2 separate regions of the Macaca mulatta genome follow, and region 2 is linked to region 1. The links are chromatin contacts, called in public Hi-C maps. All regions are on one chromosome and are shown on one strand. Each heading gives the region's core, a stretch centred on a gene start, on an enhancer-like site or on the middle of the called end of the contact. The rest is flanking DNA. Distances are from core to core; before and after follow the strand shown. Region 1 has its middle 170 kb from the start of MIR125B-1. Region 2 overlaps LOC106993508 (a long non-coding RNA gene).

Region 1 (7,536 bases), core at 2,304-4,803:
CTTACAATAGCCCTGTGGGGTAGTACTATTATGAGTCTCTTCTAAGGTGAGGAAGCAGACAAGGACTGCTTCTAAGGCGGGGCTGCAGTTTGGGGCCTGTTCCTCAGTCTTTCCACACACCTATTCTAGCAGCAGTTCTGTTTTCCCTGAGGACTGGATTTTGCCCCCAAAACCCAGCAGGAACAGGTCTTAGCTGCTCATCTCACCACCTCCCCCCCTCCCCCCACAGCATTCCATTCTCTGGGATAGTTCCTGTGTGTTAATATCATTTGTGTTGAACGGACGGAGCTCCTGACTCCATTCTTTGTCCTGCCTTCCCTTCAAATGTCCACTGGGTTATGCCTCTGGGTGCTAAGAATTGCTTTGTGGGAGGAGAATGTGTGATGCCTTTCCTCACCCATCATAAGGGTCACGACTGACATTTTTATAACAAAAGACAGATTAACCAGAGAAAAGCATAACAATTTTATTTAATTGAAGTTGTACATGACACAGGATCCTTTAGGATGAAGACCCAAGACTTGGGAAAACTATTTTTATGCTTAGCTTCAGTGAAGAATGAACGGCCATGTAGAAATATGATCAAAAAACTGGTAAGAGACTGAGTGGTGAAAGCCAGCCAGGACTGTGTGTTCAGATTCTTCCTGGTTTTTGTATGTAGCATTCTTTCCTCCCGGGTATCGGGCAGGACCCTCTGGAATGAGGGTCTTCAGAGGAGAAGGGAGAGAGTGACCTTTGTAGGCTTTATTGGCTTGCTTTGGGGAGGAAAAACTCTAGTTTCTATGACCTGTGTTGGGGAAGAGGAATTCTGGTTTGTAGGACTCGCTTTGGTGGAGAAAGAGGGGCAAGAGACAGGAGGGCAGGAGAAGATCGGAGAGTTTGCTTCTGAGATCTTCCAGTCTGCTTTAGTTTGAAGTATTCAGTGTGTCAAAGCACCAGACTTTGGAGTATTGTCTTCTGAGCTCCAACAGCTTGAACCATGCCCTTTGACTGTACTGCCTGGTGCAGTCTGGCTACCTTCTGTAGACTCTGCCTCCCCATCTTGATCAGTTCGCCGGCTCGCTTCCTGATCCCAAACATATGCTTTTTTCCCAAAATGGACCTTTCCAGCCTTTGAGACTCATGTTGCTTGCTTAGGTCTCAGCATGTTGCAGGCCATGTGGGCTGACTGATGAAACGTCTCCATTATCTCTTCCAGGTGCCAGCAGAATTAAGTGACCAAAATCATCTGAAAGTCCTGAATTCCATGAATAAAACTACACTCAGGAGAAGATTATCATGTAAGGGAGAGGTGCATTATGTTTGGGGAACAAATGCCCATGGAAATGGTGAGTGCAGAAAGTTACTGAGCTTTGCATCTGGGCCTTCTAGTAGAGTGTGCAAATGAGATCACCCTACAGATGGAGAATATGGGAGCATCATGCTGCGACGCCACCTCTTGGCTGATGCATGTGGATTGTCAGGCGACAGAGGGAACTCTGATCAACCAACACTGACTTTTGGTACAGAATCCCAGTGGAAATCACCCAAGGGAAAGCAGACGACTAGTGTGCCTTATGAGGAAGTATTTTCTATATTTAGTGACCAAACTTTCATTGCCTTTGGAGAATGAAATCCATGCTTCTTTTTTAGAGTGGTTGTTTTGAGTGACAGTCAACATGGCGGGGAGATGGTGTTACTTTCTAAATGGAGTAAAAGATGAGCAAGATAAGCAACTTCCACCACATGGCAGCAGGTATGAAGACAACTGGTGCCTGTCTCCAGCATTCAACTAGACAATCTCTTGCCAAGAACTTCACCTTTGGCCTGTGTAGAGCCCCCTTCACTGGGTCAGAGCAGAGGTCAGTACCCTGACCCAGTCACCCCATGGCATCTTGGCCAACCAAGGGGTGCCAATTAGATCCAATTGTGATGAAGGTAGATGGAAGGTTCCCCCATTCCACTGACCCCCCGAGTGACTTCCTTGTCTTAGAGGCCATGGGGGTGGGGTAGAGGGCTATTCTGTACCTCATCTGTCCATGGCCAGCTGAGTATGTAGTGGCTGATTCTATTCTTAGCCTCAAATTCTCAAGTCCTCCAAATCTAAGGGATTGACACTGCCTTCATGCCTCCTCCAAATATAGGAAATTTCTCAGTTTCTAATTCAGAATGTAGATGTTTGGGGGCGGAAGAAGAAAACAAAAATATAAGTACCAGCTATTGGTCCAATGTCCGCTATGTTTTGGAAGTCATACTGATATTGGTAAAGTGTGGCAAATGTCGCCCCACTGCCCACCACCCACCTGCCCTTTCTCTTATGGATACAATGCATTAATTCATAAGAGGCATTTCAGATAAACGCTGAAATGTAATTTATCAGGGTTCTTCCAGGGCTTCCAGCTACAATCGTTTCAAATCCAAAAAATTTGCTACATGCAAAGGCCCCCAAACTACCCTAAGACATATTCCTAAATTTCCAGAGCTTAAAAATCAATGTGCTTTAAAAAATAAAAACAGAAAATGCCAGCTGACTTTGCAAACAAGGACATTGGGAAACGGATATAATTGTGTTCTTTCCTTCTACGTCCGTTCGGGAACTTCGAATGCTACTATGCTACATCAGGTATGCAATGAAAGACAAACAACGGGGACTCCAAACAGAAGAGGGGAGCTTGAGTAACTGTAGTTTTTATGTTAGGGAGAGCCTGAGAGAGAAAGGAGCATTGTATCTCGGATTAACGGAACTGCAGGATTTCATTAATGACAGCCCAGCTTTTTAGCAAAAGGAAGATAGTTAGGGCAGTAAAGGAGAACATGACTAGAATGTGCTCTGCTAATTGGAAATGTATATTATCTTCAGGCGATGTGAGTGTGGAGGAGAGGGGGATGGGGAGGATGAGAAGAGACACGTACTGAGAGGCCTGCAGGAGAAAACTGGACCCAGGACACCCCAGATTTGGCCACACCAGCAGGGCAGTTAAAGGGTCCTTTCTTGCTGGTAGGAACGTCTAGTGCCCGGACCCCACCCTCCCCCACTCCCTTTTAATTCAATGGCTACGTAGGGGCTTCTTTGATGGAGGCTTTGAAGTCGGTGGCTTTGAGATTACTCTTCCTCTGTGACCTTGACCACCAGCCATGAGGTTAGGGGGGAAGGGGAGGGGAGGAGGAAGGCTCTGGAGTTGGAAAAAGGAAAGGAAGGAGAGGGGAGGGGAAGGAAGGCTGCCCTAAGACATTTCTGCAGCATTCCACGACTTTTCTGATCACTCTGCAAAGTTGAAATATGATTGCAGCCTTTGCACCGGGAAGGAAAGAAACCATTTAAATGAAAAATTAGCTGCCTTAGCAGGTCAAGCACATAGTTACATTAATGTCGTGTAGAACAATAAATCAACTTCGATCTCCAATTGAAAAAATGCTAATTTAGCTCAGCGATTCACTGATTGTACTTTCCTCTGATAGAAATCTTTTCTTTTATTTAATGCGAAGCCGTGATTTGACAGCCTCCTCTAATGGTGCTTGCAGACTCTCAGCATTTCAGTGGAATTCTGATCATGGTTTTAATATTCCGTGCAGCTCTGCCCCCTCTGATTTCACGCTCACACATTAACGAGAGCTGACACTGGAGATTAGACGCAGACAGCTGGAATGCCAGGTCTTTGTTGCAGCATGGACAGGAGCCAACGTCGTTCAACCACAGCCAAGAGGGACCTGGGAAAGTCTTCTTAAGAAGGAGGGGAAGGCGGGGTGGGGGGCTTGAGGGAGGGTGGGAGCGGGGGATGGGAGCGGAAAGAAAGGCAAGGTAGTTTCTGAAGGGCATATGAAAATAGATGTTTTCAGAAAGCCCTTTCGTCTCTGAAATTCGCATTGGAATCAATTCTGGTTTATTTAGAGGAAGTGGTTCATTACAGGGAAATCCCAAATTGGTTGCAGTATTTTTCTGTAAACTCTGAAAATACAAGTGTGATGCACGAAAATGGAAATGGCTCCCTGCTTCAGCTGCTCACTAGTTCATCTGAGAAACAATGGTGATTACGAGCTGGAGGAAGAGTGCTTACATAAGGAAATGTGTTCTCCCCTTTGCCTTAAAAAAATCACTTAGTTCCAGGTGAATAGATGGGGAAATAAAACTAGATTTATGAGCCAGGGCTGCCTGTGCAACTAGCGTCTACCTCGGCAAGAAAGGAAGTCGCGTAGCCTAACTGCCTTGATCCTAATAAATTGTTTCCTGATACCAGAAATCAAATAAAGATCCATAGTTTCATCTAAACCATGAAGCAACTTGGGCTCAGCTAGTGCCAATATTGCCAAGGGGAAAGAAGGGTGCTGCCTGAGACACTGGCTCAACTTTGTCCAAAAGAAAATGACAGATGATCAAAGTTGCAGAGACGGCACATTAATACTATGTCAAAAAAAATTGTTTCTGCTCCCGGGGGAAACCAATTGAGTAGAAATAACAAATGTCCTTCTTCCTAACTGTATCATTAATAATAATCGTACTTTGCATTTTTATGGGATACCAGGATTCAAGAGCCCTTTATAAATATTCATAGGGGAAGGCTGGGGAAGGGAAGTGAATGTACCCATTCCTGATGCCTGGCTGGAGTGACTGAGACTCAGGGCCCCGCAGGGGCTTAACTGGAGTGAAACAGCACGTCACAAAGCCTCATGCTGCAGCTAGCTGGGAGACATCCAGGTACAGTCTCTGATGCCCACTGCTCTCTCCTGTGAACAGGAACGTGGCTGTAGTTTAGGAATTAGATGAGCTGAACCATCTTGTATCACTTTTGCTTGTTGTTCTTACTCGCCTTGGTTGGACCACTGTCACTGATGCAAGTTTATTCATTCTACTAGCATTTATTGAACACTGAATTAGACAGTTTTGATTAAAAAAAAAAGTGTAAGTTAGGAGATATATATATATATATATATCAGTATAAGTTAGGAGATATATATATATACATTTGCATATGAATCTTAGTTCCTCTCTTACTGGCTTTGTGGCCTTAGCAAAGTGCTTTACTTTTCTCTAAACCTCAGTTTTTTGTCTGTAAAATGGGGTTAAAATGAACTAATCCTTAACACTGTCTGACCCATCGTGGGCACTCAGTAAATGCCAGAAACAACCATTGTTGTTGTTGTTTTCATATAATTGTTGGGAGGGTTCAGTGAGAATACACACACACACACACAGACACACACACATTGCCGGATAGAGTTGGTTCATAGTAAACAGTTAATAAGTGCTGGTTATTGTTATGTAACACATGAGAATGTCTCATTCCAAAGCAGCACTATTGCCTGCAAAGTAGTCCTCTCAGTAGATTTGTGCTGATCCCCAAGATACTGAGAAATTGCTCAAAGCATTTTTGGAACTCTTCTGGAAAGTTATGCATGGACACTGTTGGTACTCTCTTAAATATCTTGAAATGTGGTACATCTTCATCCTTAGAGGGTGAATTTGTTGGAAGCTATTAAAAGTTGCCCTGAAGCTATGGCCCATGAATATGGTGGGCAATCAAGTTGGGGAACATTGCTTTGGAAATACATGTGCCTATAAGGAAATTAGATTGGTTTAATTGTGTGGTGTCTAAACTGAATCTGATCACAATTCCAAAAAAGGCTTATTGAACAAACATAGCCATTTCAGAATATACACATTGCCTCCCGAGGAGAGTACTCAGAAGGGGTCATAGATTCTGATACATTTGCCGGGGTGGGGAGATGCAGCTTATTGTTTCATGGCCACTGCTTGTAATAGCCTTCCCTGAATAGTTTATACTCCCAGCGAGAAGAAAAGGACATGCCCCTGAGTGCTTCAGATTATGCACAATCTGAGGTCCACTTCCTTTGACTTTGCCCTCTTGGCTTATGTGCAGCTTTAGTGCAGAGTCAGTTTGCTCATTTTTTCAGAACTGTGCAAACTGACCCTGCACTTACTGGGTTTCTGAAGTTACTAAGGATTAAAACTGACTAAGTCATGATCTCTGCCCTCAAAGGCCTCACAGTCTAATAGGGAAGGCAAACAAATAGTTGCAATACAGAGAGGTAAGTGCCATAGGAGAGGGACACATCAGGAGTAGGGCAGATCCCAGAGGCCCTATATGTATATTACTCTCAAGTGTGTGGACTTTTTCTTAGAGTTAGATAGGAAGCCACTGGCCTTTACAGCTGGGATCAAACATACTTTAATTTGGCTTGCCCTTCTGTTCTATCTCTCCCTATTCCTGGCTTCCATGTCTTAACCAAATTGTATACACCCTGCATTAGCCCTGAGGACAGCTGAAGTGGAAGTTGTCCTTTTTTTTTTTTTTTATCTCGCTCCCTTATTAAGGAGCTCTCTGGCAGTGAAAGAGAGCGAGAAGAGACTTTTCCCAAGTCTTCTCTGGGAAGATTTAAGAGGTGTGATTTATTATAATTTCAATTATAAAAGGTTTGGGTTTGGCTTAAAGAGTTTTCACTTACAATGTCTGAGTCTGTTCCAAGGGCTGTAAACCATGGCGGGTTTCCAGTGGCCCCAGGTAGCATCCCCATAGTCACGTTACTTACAATTGATAATAAATGGCTTTGACCAGAGGGGAGAGTAGATGAGCTGAACAGAATTCTTAAGTGCCTAAAGGCATGGGAGACTGCTTCTGGTGGTTAGATAGAATTGATCATATCAGTGGCAATATGGCACATATAGAAAATGTTGAAAGACAGGAAGCCTGGAGTGGTTGTACTCATTCCTGAATGCTTCGCCTCTGTGACAAGGAGGAAGGAGTGCCATTTCTGCCAACGCACTGTCATTGAAAGAGATTCGTTTGTTCATAAGCATGCAGAGAAAATATGTCCTGACTCTGTGCATTCACTCTGGGTAGAGCACCTAGAAACATCTAAGATGTTGGAGATTGTGATTGTCTACTTGGATTTGAAATGCCTAGTGGCTTCAGAGTGTTTTAACCATTCTGAATGGTCATGATAATAGCATGTCTTAGAACAGGGGTCCCCAACCTTTTTGGCACCAGGGACCTGTTTTGTGGAAGACAATCTTTCCGTGGATGTTGAGGGGTATGAGGCCGGTCCGGATGAAAAGGATGAAACTGCTCCACCTCAGATCATCACGCATTAGTTAGATTCTCATGAGGAACGTGCAACCTAGATCCCCCACATGTGCACTTTACAATAGGGTTCACACTCTTATGAGAATCTAATGCTGCTGCTGATCTGAGAAGAGGCTGAATTCAGGCAGTAGTGCTCACTTGCTGGCCCTCTGCTCACCTCCTGCTGTGTGGCCCAGTTCCTAACAGGCCACCGACCAGTACTGGTCCACAGCCTGGGGGTTGCGGACGCCTGTCTTAGAAGAGTGATTCTCAACCTCAGTATTGTATCACACACAAGTTTCAGGCATGTTACAAGCATAATATTGGTGGATGATTTGTTAAAGTTTGTAGATAATTAATCGAATTGGAAAAAAATGGGGTGATTATCCCTATAATGTCACCCTTCCAATAGGTTTTCTAGAGTAGGAAAGAAAAAAATGCCTATCAGGAATTAGAGAAGTCTCTGGATTGCCTCCAG
Region 2 (7,444 bases), core at 878-3,377, 140 kb after region 1:
ATAAACAATCCATATTACAAATTTCATAAAGACATATGTGAACATTTAACAGGCTTTGGGAGACATTTGCCGTGTAGACTATCTAGCTGGATTTTCTTCCTTGGAGATTATCCTGTACTAGTAACAAGCAGAGAAAATATTTCCCACGCCTGTGAGTATTTAGGAGTTCCTTTGTGTGCCTAGATCTTTTCCCCCATACAGGGGAAGTGGTGTGCACTGGGGGTAGGCAGAAGAAAAATGACAAGGAGCAAAAGCTTTGCTGCTGTGGGATCAAATTCCAAGCAGAATTCCTTCATACACTTCCATTTCTGTGAAAGTGCGGTGTGGTGCTCGTTTTCACTGTATCTGCTCGCTTAATTGTTTCTGCCTGTTCATTTCATTCTTCAGTGAAAACATTAGCCTAAGGGACATTTGAAAATCAAAAGGTAGGCTTGAAGTTTAACAGGAAATGAACAGCGGTGTTGCTGCGATATTAAAGTAAAAGTTTAGAACCAATAAGAAATAGCCACAATTCTAAACTCAACACGTCTTTTCTCCTTTTTGTTGTTTCCTTTGCTCTCCCAAATGTCAAGATTAAAGAAAAACATTCCATGGTTTCTACATGTTTACATTGCAAGGGTGTATAAAGGATGCTGTGAGGTATGCATTAAAATAACTTATCCGAGATACAGTAAAGATCCAGAGATTTTGAATTATTATGCAGGAATATATAAAATCCAGCACAGATTTCCTGACAGCTATAATTATTTAATTCTTTTAGAATTATCTTTTTCCACCCCCAAACCTCCTCTTGCCAGAATTGTTGAGATAATTAAGGAAGTGGTGGGAAGGTTAGAATCTGAACCATTTCAAAACCAAAACTGACCCGATAATTGTCCAATTCTGTTTCACTTACAATGCAGGACTATGACTTCTGTGTCTGCATGTGTGTGCTAAAGTTTGACCTCTGGTAGGGAAATTGTCTTCAGACAGAATAGAACTTGAACTTCAGAAGTCCAATGGTCCCCATTGTAGTTGCCCATTTACACTCAACGTAGCATGGCTTAATTGTCACAAATATCAGTTATGCTAAATGCTGGTATTCTAACAGCTCAAGGTGAACTGTTGTTACTGTCCATCTTTTCTCTGATCACTGAGACAAAAGATCAAACAGAAATATTTTAAAAAACACTCTCAGAGAATCTCAGCTTAAAATACTGCCTCTTTTACCACCACATTCTCCATCTTAACAAGGAAATCAAACAATTCGAGGAGAGCAAAGCAAAGAAATCCACAGAGAAAAGTTGTTTAAAATTGCCCACTGGATACAGCCATTGTAAGAGCTGAATAATGAGGTGGGAAAATATCAGACTTTAAAAAAAGTCTAGATGTTTAAACATACAAAAGTTATTACACCATTTATTTTTGGAAATAATTTGGGTTAATCCAAATAGCCATGATGAGGAATAGTCAAATAACAAGTAATTACCTTTTCCTGCCTTTGAAGAACAATGGATTTGGGATGAATCCAAATTTGTAAAAAGCAATCATGATTTTATATTCAATTATCTCACGGAAAGATCTCCGCAGTTTTGCATTAGTTTGTTGATGCTATACTTCATGGGCATTGCACACTTGGAGAAATAATTTAATCAAAAGTTATTAATGTATTCAATTATTCATTGATTATGTATGGCACTCATTAGTTTTAAGAATAGCAGGACAACAGAACTATTGATTAGAAAAAACATTTTTGGAAGAAAAACTGGCTCTCTTAGCTACCTTTGCAGTGGTCATTCTCCGTGGAGAATGTAATCATTTGGCTGTTTCTATTGCCGGAGTGGAAGTGGTTTTTATGGTGGTGGGTGGGAGCGTGACACTAGGTATATGTCTGAAATGGGGAAGCAAGGCAAATGGACAAATTGCAAGTTAAATACTTTAGAAGGGGGGGACGTATTTTTACAGGTATCTGTTATTGTCCTTACAAGTAATAAATAATGCTAAATAAAACATGTAACTAAACGGGCATTAAAGACCTTTTACATACATAGAAGACAAGAAAAGCTTTTTTTCCTCCTATGCTGCAGACTGCAGGCATTTCCCTCTGCCTCTGTCAAGTGTAATTCTTTCTTGATGAATGACAAGGCAGGATAATAGGCTGTGGTCGCCATGGCAACCAGACAGCAGCACTGTGTGCCTAGCATTTTTTCATCTGAAAATGAAACCAGAAGCAAAGAAAAGCTGAAAATGTAACCAACAGATTAACTGATACAAAAAAAGAAAAGAAAGAAAGGAAGAAAAAAGGAACAAAAAGGCAAGTTAGATTACAAGCAATTAAAATTACAGTACCTAGTCTTTCCCTCTCTCTCTCTCTGACACACACACACTGACTAGCTATTTTTAAATACTATTTGAGAAACATGAAACAATCATGTTTTATCTTTATTTTTCAAAATGCTTCATTTGTTTTTGAAATCTAGGAAGAATCGATTTTTAAAGGGGCATTTAAATTCTTTAATCACTGAAATTTATGAAGCTTTACGTATTGTGTTTGTATTGGAATTTCTAAATTCCTTTTCTCTCTAGCGCCCATCCCTGAACTATCCAGAGACCAAATGCTTAATGTGCAACAGTTTTTTCCGGACGCAGAGTTGGTGGGTGGGGTGAGGAAGGCAAGGTGACTTGAAACTGAGAAATAAGAAGCCAATATTATATCAACACTCACGGATTCTATAGACTTCACTCACTGTATTTACTAAGTAATCAGAGTTGCTTTTCTATTCAGCAAAAAGAACGCTGTGATTTTCTGCTGTATCCCCATTCCTAAGCGTAAGAAGGCTCCTGAATCCTCATTCAACATATTGTATATTCTGCCCATATAAATTCCTTTCATTTACTGATCTCAAAACTTGTATTGAAACTTTCCTGTGAGATGTTCTCGGGATCTACTGAACACAAATAAAAGAAAACAGACACAAAGGAGTATTTTCTGAGAGCCGCCGTCCCTTTACACCTCAGGTTTGGTAGAGGCAAAGAACACTGAGCTAGAAGTTAGAGGACAAAAGTCCCGTGAGGGGTGCAGCTTTGCAACTGCAGGCCAATGAGCACAGAAGAGCAAACCAAACAGGCCTCAGAATCAACATACTTGAGTTTGAATCTTAGCTCCATCCTTTTGGTAATCATAGTTTTCATATAGGTAATATGATAATAGGTATCTGTTACAAATGAACCAGAGAGTCCTTAAACTCTCTAAGCGTCAGTAGTTTGCATCTTTAAAATGGGCAAATCTCATCTACATTATGGGAATGAGAGGATTCGTGAGATCATCTGTTGAAAGTGTCTGGTATATAATAGGAGTCACTTAAAGATTCCTCCTTCCTGTAATCAAAACACCCAGTTTTCTAATATGTGTAATAGAAATGTCTGTATATAGTGTGTGTGTGTGTGTGTGTGTGTGACAGAGAGAGAGAGAGAGAGAGAGAGAGAATGTATACATAACCACCTGTTTTGGGATGACGTAAATCAAATTAGTTACTCTATGTGAAATGATTCAAGGGTACAATGTGCTCATGAAAATGGAAGATGGTGTCACCAAGAGATGTTGACAAACTTCTTTTCCAGAAAAATCCTAAAGAAAGGTGTCCGATTCCAACCCGCCCCGAGGCAGAGAAAAAGATTGACCAGCTAAGTCAGGGCTTCTATCGCAGGAACTTTCCCTTTATGACCAGAAGACTGAAATGTGAAAGAGGCCCACAGGGCAAGTTCCGGGAAGGTGGTGAGCACACGGGGGCGTCCGAGCAGGCCAGGGCCATGGGTCCCACGAGCCTCGGCACAGAGCAAGCACTCCCGTCCTCCCTCTAACGTACCCAGCGTCTGCGCTGGCCACCCACAGAAAGGCCTCATAAATCCTTCCTTTGTCCCCATTTCCCCAACACACACAAATGCAAAGTGAACAGTTGGATCAAAGCTTTTAATGTGCTTTGTACTGTTTTATTTGAAGAGATCAGGTCTGATATTTGAGAGGAAGAGTCCATCTGGCTGGGCTGAGCTCAAGGAGCCTCAGACAAATTGTAAACAAGACCAGGGTACAAGCTCCTCTCACAGCCCACAGCCTGCCGCTGCCATTGCCAAAGCACTATCTCATGCTAGCCAGGTTTTCCTGACCATTCATGCAAAAGGAGCTTAGTTACCAAAGTGGACCCTCTCACAGGTTTTCCTAAACTTTTCTAGCACATCTTGCAGATTACCACTGGCAGCTTCTAATGGCCTAACACCTGTATTTTTTAATTTTTCCAACAGTAGGTATGATGGTGCATTACATAGTGTTAAGATCCTCTGTTGTTCAAATAAACTCCCCTAGTAGAGTGAGAATGTGAAGATTGAAGATTGGAGAGAAGGGAATAATTACTTTATTAAATGCAATGTACATTTCTAAAAAGGAAAATTAAAGCTTACATTGTTTACTACTTTGGGAATACAAAGAAGGGACATATTAGTTGCATTTCTTCTGTCTCAGCATTTCTCACACTTGATATAATCATTTATGCAGTTATCTGTTCTTGCTGGATTGTGAGCTCTTTGCAGAGGGAGCCATGCCTATCTTGCTTCTTGACACATCCCTAGGACCTAACAGGTACTAGGCTTATGGTAGGAACTTAATAAATATTTGTCAGTCAGATGACTGAACTTTGAAGTCAGACACACCTATATTTGTACCGTTGTTCCACAACTCCCTAGTCCTAACCATGAGCACCTTTATTTATCTGAGCCTAATTTCTTCTCTGTAAAATAAGGTGATAATTCTTCACATAATCGTTGTGATTTCTAAATAAGACACATGATATTTGAAAATGCTTAGTGCCTAGCATAACATAGTAGATATACAACAGCTATTAGTTTTTCTTTAAAAAATTTAATCTGCTTTGATGAATTTTTAGTGAGTTGCTTGCCATTCCAAAAGATCTTTCCTGATAGTCTTTGGAAACCCATACAATGCTGGTAGAGGAGTAATAGGTTTATAAAAGACTCATTCCTCAAAAAGTGTGTATGTGACCCTAAAAGTGTGTATATTACATGTCACCATATCTTTTGCAAGCACAGAAGAGCAAATGTTATCTGTAATTAACTAGAACAAGGAAGGTTTGAATTTGATTGGAAAGGCCAGGATGGAAAGTGAATGTAGACCCCTGGGGTTGCAGAGGGTGAAGGACCAGAAATAAATGCACAGCAGTAGAGCCATTAATCTAGGGATGACCACCTGTGTTGGAGCATCTGGAGAACAAATCACAGATAGCAAAATTGGTCTGAGGCACAAGACAAGTAGGATGCACACAACATCAGTTGAAATCAAAGATAAAACTAACATTCAGGCAACATTTATTAAGCACCCACTGCATATGGGAAAATGAATAGGTGCATTCACATACGTGTATCCCTAAACTTAGGAGGCAGTTACACAGCAGTAAAGCACAGATTCAAAAATCAGATGCCAGGGTTTCTGTCCAGGCTCTTCTACTTAATGGTATGACTGGCACATTTTTAAAATTCTCATATCACAATTTCCTCACCTATAAAAGGGGGAATAACAATAGTACCTACCTCAAAAAATGGTTGTGGTCATTAAGTGATTCGATACACATAAAAACACTTAGAACAGGGTCTGCACATAGAAAGGATTCAATAAATTTTAATTATTGTGGATTGATTTGTATTCATTCATATTTTTAACCTTTCTTAGAGCTAACAGAGATGGTCAACTTATGACAGAAAAGAGCTCTAGACCTGGGATCAGAAGACTTGGATTTGAAAATCAGTTCTGCCACTTACAAGCCTCAGTTTCCTCATCTGAAAGTAGAAGGAAGAAGACCTGACTTGAAAGATGTGCTGTGAGTTGTCTATTTATTTAAAGAGACCAAGATCAAGTGTGTCAGTTGAGAAGCAAATGATACGCAGAGTTTTAAACTGCAGGCAATGAGTATCAGGGACACTTGGTAGATGATTTCAGGCCAGAGCAGCAGAGGTTAAAGTCCCTCCTTGGACACTAAGGAATAGGGAATCAAACATCAGAGACAGGAGTCTCCGACATCAGCACAACAGCCAACTTAACTCTGAGACACAGTGGTGCTAAATTACTTTTCCAAACTCACAATTCAGATGAGGTCACCATTCTCTGAGGCCTCCAATGACTCCACCCTGGCCTAAGAATAAAAATCTAAGCTCCTGTGACCAACATTCAATTTCTTCCAGGACCTGCTTTCAGTCTTCAGTTTCTACACCATCTTTCTTTTGAGATCACTAAGATATTGACTATTTACTATACACGCACATGACTTTCTACAGATAGAGGTACAAGCTTTTGATCTCACTCTTGCTTGCATCTAGAACACAGTTTCTTCCCACCTCCACCTGTCCAAGTTTCCCATAACCATCAAGTCTCAGCTAAAGGCTGCTTCCTCTGTAAATCTTTCTCCAGTCCTCCAAGCTCGAAGTGCTCTCTTGGGCACCGAACAGTTCTATTTTGTATTAGAATCATGTATGTTTCTATATTTGCCTGTTATCCCCTAAACAATTACAAGTTTCTTCAATCGGTAGAGTTTTTAGCTGTTTCACCCTTGTTTGCTTGAAAAGGGGTTGAAACAGCAATCATGAAATGTATATATTTTTTGTTATTTGTTTGATGGCCGTATGGAATATATGAACGAATTAGTGAGTAAAGGATAAAGCAAATCTGTAACTCCCCGACCTATCACTAGGTTTGGTTTTATAATAAAAACGAGGCTGATCATAGATGTATTAGCAATAATAAGAAGAATGAATTATTATTGTTTCATATTATGAGCCATGCTTGAGCTAAGAGGTAGGGATACAGTGGTGAGTAAACCGTACACTTCTCCCTTCTCTAGAGGAAAGTCCTATGGAAGGAGCATGCATTTATCAAATCATTATTGAAATACACAATTACAAACCATGAATGTTATAAAGAAAAACATTACAGCAAGTTATGAGAACACAAACAAAGGGACAGGATCTAATTGGGAGGAGGTCAAAGAAGGTTTTGTTGAGGAGTCGATATTTCTATTCAGATTTGAAATGATGATAGCAGTTGCTCATGGGCAGAGCAGTGACTTGACTGCAGGGGACTGAAGAGAATGGCCATTAAAGGCGTTTTACCCTGCAATCAGATGTTTCTGGGATCGTGAAGGTGGGAAGTGGTCTAGCATCTGTGCTAATAATTTTCAGTGTGTGTGGAAAATAAAGTAGGCAGACAATAAGAAGGATGGTCCAGAGAAGAACATGATAAAGGAGGACAGAGATAAGGCTGGGAGAGGGGAGGAAATAGCTCAATGAATAAATAATAAACCTGAAGAAGTAAAAAAACTAAAGACAAGGCAAAACAGAGGAAATGGTGAGTATACCACCAATATCAGTCCTGAGCAGCTCAAATAAAACCCATAAACCTTTAACC

The links. A called contact is a pair of places that touch in the nucleus more often than the background predicts.
Region 2: a Hi-C map of fetal cortical plate shows a contact between it and region 1, with 2.2 times the contacts expected there. The contact joins two enhancer-like sites. A contact is called at or near these places in 2 of 14 Hi-C or Micro-C datasets (fetal cortex germinal zone and fetal cortical plate).

Annotation. Positions count from the first base shown.
Region 1 is chr14:122,584,083-122,591,618 of T2T-MMU8v2.0, forward strand. No RefSeq gene overlaps it. Among named protein-coding and RNA genes, the nearest start is that of MIR125B-1, 170 kb to the right of the region's middle. Within about 2 kb of position 3,554, at least 11 of the 40 cell types and tissues checked have an H3K27ac peak or open chromatin away from gene starts, as enhancers often do. A contact at or near this core is called in fetal cortex germinal zone and fetal cortical plate, where this site is marked.
Region 2 is chr14:122,723,709-122,731,152 of T2T-MMU8v2.0, forward strand. The region is part of intron 3 of LOC106993508 (a long non-coding RNA gene); the gene reads right to left. Among named protein-coding and RNA genes, the nearest start is that of MIR125B-1, 28 kb to the right of the region's middle. Within about 2 kb of position 2,128, at least 12 of the 40 cell types and tissues checked have an H3K27ac peak or open chromatin away from gene starts, as enhancers often do. A contact at or near this core is called in fetal cortex germinal zone and fetal cortical plate, where this site is marked.